Regions from separate parts of the Anser cygnoides genome. Here region 1 is linked to region 2. A link is a contact called in public Hi-C data. All regions are on one chromosome and are shown on one strand. Each heading gives the region's core, a stretch centred on a gene start, on an enhancer-like site or on the middle of the called end of the contact. The rest is flanking DNA. Distances are from core to core; before and after follow the strand shown.

Region 1 (3,552 bases), core at 483-2,982, 110 kb after region 2:
GTGGGCTTGGACTTGCTGGGAGTGCAGCAGCTGCACCTGAGGGGCTGAGTGATGAGCTGGGGACCCTCAGGAGGCCAACAAAAAGAGCTGGATGGGGCTGATCCCAGAGCTCTGCTCTGTGGGATTATCTCCCAACTTCCCTGCTTGAAAGCCTGTGCCGTGGCTGTGCTCTGGCTGCAGTGGGGCAGCACGACCGGCTCCTGAATGCCCCTGGTCCATGGGGGGCTTCCCCTTCCTCCCCCTGCCTGCCTTTAAATTCCTCCAGCGCGGCTCTCTATGACAATGGGATTTTGCAAGCCCATATAAATCACTCACATTCAGAACCAAAAAAGAGGCATGGGGAGGCGGATGCAATTAGAAGAGCAGCTCAGCTTTCTGTCTAGACAGCCTTTGCCTAAAATAACCGGCAGCTGGAGCATCCACCTCTGGGCAGAAAGGGCTCCTCTGGGCCTGGCCCCGTGGCCGTGCAAATGACAAAAGGACTGGGGTGGGAGTCTTTCTGTGCTGAAGCATGGAAATAGGATGGCAGTTCTGCAGCTGGACACCCTCTAACCACGTTTCTCTGCTCCCATCTGAGCGCTGATTTATGACCTGATGTTAGCATTGCCTCTGGCACCCGCTGCATCGCAGCTGGCTGAGCGTGGCTGCAGATGAGGGGTTGGGGTGGCCCAGGCAGGGGGGTTCCCTGCATGGCCAGTGTGTGATAGATGAAATATATGGGATATTTTCTGTGCTTGTCAGTGTGAAAACTGCACTGGGCTTTCCTGGATGTGACGTTATCGATAGTTCCCCTGTCCTAAGGAATTACAGCAACTGGTGCATGTGGATGTGAACCTGCTGGCACTGGAACAAGTGGAGCACGTCAGCTCTTCTGCGAGTTGATGCTGTGGAGTAATTTGGCATGGGAAGCGTGAGAAGGAAGGGAAGGAAAAAAATCTGTCTGCAACGAGCAGGGGCCACTCTGGGTGCTTTGTCCGCTTTCGGGAGCGGGGCCTGCGCTTGGTCTGTTGTGTGAACAGCAGGAGGCAGGACGCAGAGACAAGAGGTAGAATTTATGGTCTCAAGTCAGACGAGGCAGACATTACCAAATTGCACAGGATGTTCCCTGCGGGCATGGATTTGCTATTCTCTTGTGGAACTTTTGCTGGAAGGGCTCAGGCGTGCATCGTCATCGCCGTGCTGGCAGCAGGCTGCGCAGTGCCCTCCGGATCCCATCCAGCCTCACCTCCGTTAGCGCTGTGCTCACCTCTGCCCCTGGCAGTCCCAAACGGCCTCATTGCTGCACTGAGTGTCGCAGGCTGCTAAGCCAAAGCATAGCTTCATTTAGAAGTTTTGCTGTGCTTCAGGCTCTTATTTTTTTTTCCACAGAACCACTATGTGCTGCAGAAAGTGCAGCCTGGGGAGCGTAGCTGGTGGGATTCAAACTGCGACAGGAGCACGGGGCTGGTTTTCGTGGTGAATGAATTCATGCTGTATCCTTAAGGACCTCTCAAGACGTGCAGGAATGCTGAGAATATCCATTTTGAGCCCAATCTTTTTAAAGAAAAGCAGTAGTATTTGTCAGCACAACCCCATCCTGGTGGCGAGAGGCACTGCCTCTTTCTGTTCATGGGACGGAGAGGCATTTGCCTTGTTTATTTATATATATTTTCTTACACGGGGAGTTACACACCCACGAGGCCTGGAAATAGCTGGGCAGTGACTCACGCAGGGGCTGGTTTAACTGGTCGGCTCTGGGACAGAGCTGCATTTGGCAGCTGCTGCTGGCTCCTTCCTAAAGGCTCCCCCACAAGGGCAGAGGGGTTTGTGCTCGCTGCGTGTTTGTTCTGCCTCCGAGCGCGGCTGGCTCGGGGTCTCCCACCTCGCTGCACGTGGTTTCAGTGTTCTCAGCACAGCTGAAATGCACTCTTATTTTAAGTGCTTCTCCACTTAGCGTGACCCCGTGGTTCCTTTTTCCCAGCATCTTGGTCCATGCACACGTTGTCCAAAAGCCCCAGGCAGTATCACACTTGACGAGAATAGCCACCAGCATACCACTGGATGTGTCCATGTCCCCAAAACCACACAGAAGCACGAGTGGGAACCAGGAGCCCTGCAGGATGGTGGGACAGTGGCACAGGGCATGATGCCATCAGTGATGCCCCCGCTGAGCTTTCTGTCTGTCTTTCCACAGAATGGCTGCAGTCTGTCCAGGCGATGATGATCCTCTCCATCATCTTCAGCGTCTTGTCCCTCTTCCTGTTCTTTTGCCAGCTCTTCACGCTCACCAAGGGCGGGCGATTTTACATTACTGGGATCTTCCAAATCCTTGCTGGTAAGTGGGGGCTGATGGATGGGGCTGGCTGTGGGGATGCGCTGGGGATGGGCTTAAAGCAGAGGAGAGGGAAAAGGAGGGCAGGAAGGGCAGCCAAGCTGGCTCCTTGGAGGGAAGAGGTACGAATCATTTGGGTCCACAGAGCTCTCGCATCCCCAGGTGGTGTCCTGCCATCGGGGCACGTTATGCACCGTGCTCTTCTGGCCATACTTCACCAGGGATTTGCTCCACCAGCTGGGGTGATTTTGGAGGGGCAGGCAAGTGGAGCACCCCTGGGGAAGGTGGGCAGGGGCCAGGCTGTTGTTCTGCTGCCTTGTCCCACGGTGTTGGGTAAATGCTGATGGGGCTGGCTTTGGGATCCACCTTCGGGGAGCTGGGCGAGGTTTCCGCAGCTGCTGGCAGGGTGGGGACGTAGTGAAGATCCTGTTTTGGCACAAGAGGATCCGAGAATTATTTATAAACTTGCCATAAGGGGGCCTGGTGCTTCCCACATCAGCAAGGAGCCGCTGGAGCGTGCGGGGTGAGCCAGCTGCCTTTGAACTGTCAGCTGCTATTTTTAACTCTTAAGAAGTCGGCGCTGGAAGCGAGCCACGATTCCTGCACTACGTTGCAGCTCTCCAAATATAGATGCTGTGGAGGCACTGGCTCCGTTTGCGTTTCCACGTATGAAACCAGTGAGGAGGATTTTCAAGTGCTGAGGATAGAAAAAGTAAATTCTTCAAGGAGATTCTGGCTAAAGTATGAACCTAACACTCAGCTGGCTGGGAAGGAGGCTCGTTGTCTGCTAGAGCTTTAGCTGGAAAACTGAAAACCACCCTAGGTCCTGCTGCTAAATCAGAGGGAAAATTCATCTGCTGAACTTTAGGAAGAGCATTTTCTATATGACTGGTCATTGCAAATTCTGGAGCATTTTAGACCTAACCTTTATTGGCAAATGTGGCATGAAATCTCCTATAAGTACATCTGCTTGCCCATAATGCAGGTGGTGAGTTCATATCAGTTCGCCATCGCTGGGAAGATAGATGTGTCGAAACCCATTACAGCCGTGGAGATGAGGGGAGGAAATGGGCATTAATAATGCAATTATCTGCTTGGGAACTCATCTAATAGGTCTGGGAGCAGAAGGCTGCTCACTCCTAAGTCGTTGCTGGTGCGTCCTCATCCTTAGAAGAGGAGGCAATGGGAGCGCAGTTCTCCCGTCCATGCTGTGCTGGGTGTCCTAGGGGGAGGCAGGGTCA
Region 2 (3,879 bases), core at 423-2,922:
AGTGACTCGTGCGCAGCTCTGGTCTTCTATTAATCTGAAGTGTTCCTGGAGGTCTCAGTAACATCTACGCAGGAACCTTGATTAAATCTTGGGATTTATGGTAAGTCCCTCTTTTACCGGCTGGCCTGTGTCTGTGTGGAGAGCGCAGGCAGAGTAAAACCAGGCCGCAAGGAGAGCTGCACGCACGGTTTCAGAGGTGGAGTGAATCTGGGACCAGGTGGTGACAGAGCTGTTGCAGCGATGCCACCTGGTGTCGTGTCACTGCTGCACGGCAGTAATAACGCATTTGGTGTGTTCCTGTGGCCACGAGGACGTGGTGTGCTCTGGTCTGCAGGCTCTTCACCGTCCCGCAGTGCCCGGCAGTGGGGAGTGTGGCTGGCAGGGGTACCAGGAGGCTGCGTTACACACGCAGAGAACTCCCTGGGCTCATTTCAACACCCGTGCAGCTGGTTCGGGGTTGCCCATTTACACAAGAGCCGAGGCTGGATGTTGACTGTTTGCCTTCCGCTGTTCAATGACCAAAGGGTGTTTCGGATCACCTGCCTGCTGGGGCCGTCTGAACACCTGGCGTTACTGTGCTGATCTGCAAGGCGCTTACGTTCCTTGAATCCATGCAACGTGCTGTCCCCCAGCTGTGCTCCCCAAGGGGTCTGCGGGCTGGGAAAAACCATCGGTACGATCGTGAAGTGTTCACCTAGGTGGCAAGCAGTGGTGTGTTCTGTGTGAGAGGCGTCAGGTCCTTCTTGTCACATCAAACTGTTCAAGGCAGCTTGTGCTTTCACGGCGGGGGGTAGTGCGAACTTCTGATGAGGTATTTTAAATTAAGAATGTGGTTTCTTTTTGAATAAATGGTATCGTAAATTGTGGGATCGCATTAATGCTATATGTCTCCCTGTACTGTAGCAATACTCGGGAGCTGTACATTTGTCTAACTCTTTGGATTGATACCTTCCTTTTGTAAATATATATTTATAAGATCTTGAAATTAAAAGAATGCTTTGTTTAACCAGACCAGGTGTCCCTTCTGTGATTCATGGCTGTGCTCTGTTTATGTTCAGTGTTCTTGCAGTTGATCGGGGTTACTGAAGTTAAACAGTGCTAATGATGAGCTCTGTCCCCATCGCTTTCCCCGAGAGTCTTGGAGAGCTTCGCCTGTGTAAACACCTTCTTCATAAGCACGCTGGAATTGTTGTCATACAGCTGAAGTGTCACTCTGGCAGCCAGATCACTGACGGGGGTGGCTCGGTCTGGCTGTTTCTAGTTTGATTCTTGGTCTACCACCTCGTGCACCTGTTCATTGAGACCTGGCTCGAGTGCCGAAGGTGCTGCTTTTGAGGGGGCTCTGAGGACCCCTCTGTCTGCCCAGGTCCCAGGCTCGGTGCTGGCAGGTGGCAGCGTGTGGCCGTAACGCCAGTGCAGCCACGTGGCTGGAACTTGTCCCCTTTTTCCTGGACAGGACGGTCTGTTTCTAATGAATGAACGTCACCAGGCAAACCGAAGTAACTCACTGGAGTAAAGGTGCTTCTGCAGCCACGCGGGGACGCACGAGTGCAGCATCTGGCCCCTGCAGCGTGCTGGAACAGAAATCCTTTCTGCTGCTGTTGAAGGAGCCCCCCGTGTGCCGCTGCCGTTGGACTGACTGCGCTGACTACGGCAAAGCCTCAGCCGCGAGGTAGTTGTTTAAAACATGTTGAAAGCTTTGGACTTCACGTTTACTGCTGCCAAAGCTCCCCCCACGCTGTTCCTGGAAAATAGTGTGCTTTTCTGAAAGTTGCGGTGTGATTAATCAAGGACAGAGACATTTATTAGTACATGCCTTTAACTATAGCCCTCTGTGGCTTATTTTTAGCCTCTTGGCAAACATTCAGTTTTCTGGCTTCTGAGAAGCTGGCATTTTATCACATTGCTCTGCAGCGTGGATCAGAACCAAATTTCTTATCTCTGCTCCACTTGGGTGTGATAGTTGTTTGATTTTTTTTTTTTTTTTTATTTGCTGCCTGCTGGAGTTTCCTGTGAAAGAGGAAGTGGGAGTCGCAGCGGAACGGGGAAATTCTCTGAATATGCTTTTTTAGGCAAGTCTCGGGAATCCACGCTAGGTCAGTTTCTCGAGCATTAGCTGCGTCATGGTGGCCCCACCTTAAGACCTCCAGGCCTGGGTGTTGGCTGAACTTTCAGGATTCACAGAAGCAGAAATAATCCAAGAGCAATACTAGTAAATAAATAAATAATAATAAAAAAACAAACAAACAAAAAAACTCCAACTATTTGCTCTGAAATGGCCAAGTGAGCCTCAGTTGTTGCAAGCTGAAAGGTGGGCTTGAAATCCTCCTCATTTTACAGGCGGAGTTGTTTTGAGTCCTTGGAGCATAGCCTCCAAAAGCAATGTGTTTTCTGCCCTGATGTTCTAACAGTGTGATGTGTCTGGATAGTCTCAAAGCACAGAAGCTATACAGGCACTTCTGCCCCATCTCAGTGCATCTCCCCTGCCCTGGGGCAGAGCTGCTGGGCCAAGGATGCGGTGCAGGAGGAAACGGCGCTGAGTGGGCACGGGCAGCCTGGCACCAGGCACTTGGAGCCTGTCTTTTCCTCCACGACCTTCTTGGAGACTGGCCGGGCCCGGAGGGCTGCAGGGAGAGGTCTATTGTAGTGGCTTGGCAGAGGCCCCAGCCAGCCCTGCTCACACAGGACAGGACATCCCAGCTGGTATTTCCTAAACAAAAAGCTGCAGTGACTAGCGGAGAGTGACCTTTGGGGAGACCAAAGGGAGCAGGGATGCGGGCGAGGAGGGGTGGATGCTGGCCAGGGCCCAGCGCTGCTTCCAGGCCTCCTGGCAGGAAGGAATTTCTCGCTTCCCTCCTGCCTTTCCGTGCAAGCAGCCCGAATATGGGAGCGGGCGTCCCATCTTCCTGCACACAGCCCTCCCCTCCCCACCCGCAGCAAAGCGAGAGCCTCCCAGCCGCCCTGATAAGGCAGGCGAAGGGTACAGAGAGAGGAAATGCTCTTCCTGTTTTCCTGATAACAGCACTTCTGTATCGCCGGGGGAGCACAGGCCCGTCGTCGCCTGTCTTTGTGCGCCAAAAGCAAAGGGACTTTAATGTGACTCCGGCTCCTTCGTATCCTCCGTGGTGTGGCGCAGGGCAGCCGACGGCAGGGATGTGCTGAGCTGGTTTCCACTGCTCGGTCGCACCCTGCAGCCCTCAACTGCTCGAGTTTCATTCCTGCTTCGCAGGGGCAGGCACAGCCTTTGCGTGCCACCGTGGGGACAGGACAGCCTCCTCCTCTGCTTGCAGCTGGCACCCGCGCCCCCAGCTCTTCCTCGAAGCGGTAAGAACGGTGCTCTGGATCCATCTGACCCCGTCGCACCCAAGGTTGTCTCCGGGCAGTCGCCAATCCCACGTGCCTGGCAAAGACCGAATGGAAATGACAAACTCACAGCTGTGCCTCCCAGGAGCGCTGTTTGTACCTCCGCAGGTTTGGGGCTCTCTCATCTGATGGATTTTGCTTCCATTGATTTGGCCGGTTCCTTTCTCAGCCCACGCAAACCTTTAGCATCTGCAGTGTCCTGCTGCAGAGAGCTCCACAATTAATGCCGGCTGTGCAAAGGTATTTCATAGCTCGTTAGTGTGGAACCTGCCAGGCCAGGGGTGCTCTCTGTTCACCTCTTTATATGACAGAGGCTCCAGGTTTTGTGCTCAGCGCTGGCTTTGAAATGTCCCCTGGCAGACAGACTGCTGTTTGCATTCACAGATGAACTCTATCCACTTCCAATAAATGGGTTCATTCATATAAAAAGGGCCGCTCTGCATCACGCAAAAGGTCCTTCTAATCCAAAAATCGGTTTCTGACCCTGCTCAGTGATGCTAAGGAAATGGTGTATAA

What was found. Hi-C and Micro-C count contacts between places; a contact is called where the count stands out from the background.
Region 1: a contact with region 2 is called in a Hi-C map of granulosa cells, with 3 times the contacts expected there. The contact joins two enhancer-like sites. A contact is called at or near these places in 4 of 7 Hi-C or Micro-C datasets (fetal liver, granulosa cells and liver).

The regions. Positions count from the first base shown.
Region 1 is chr19:2,588,184-2,591,735 of Taihu_goose_T2T_genome, forward strand. It overlaps PMP22 (peripheral myelin protein 22), which reads left to right. Exons shown (of 5, transcript XM_048075958.2): 4 at 2,174-2,314. Among named protein-coding and RNA genes, the nearest start is that of PMP22, 11 kb to the left of the region's middle. Within about 2 kb of position 1,733, at least 1 of the 3 cell types and tissues checked has open chromatin away from gene starts, as enhancers often do.
Region 2 is chr19:2,482,864-2,486,742 of Taihu_goose_T2T_genome, forward strand. TVP23C (trans-golgi network vesicle protein 23 homolog C) reads left to right here. Exons shown (of 7, transcript XM_066980316.1): 7 at 1-1,011. Among named protein-coding and RNA genes, the nearest start is that of TVP23C, 8.3 kb to the left of the region's middle. Within about 2 kb of position 1,673, at least 1 of the 3 cell types and tissues checked has open chromatin away from gene starts, as enhancers often do.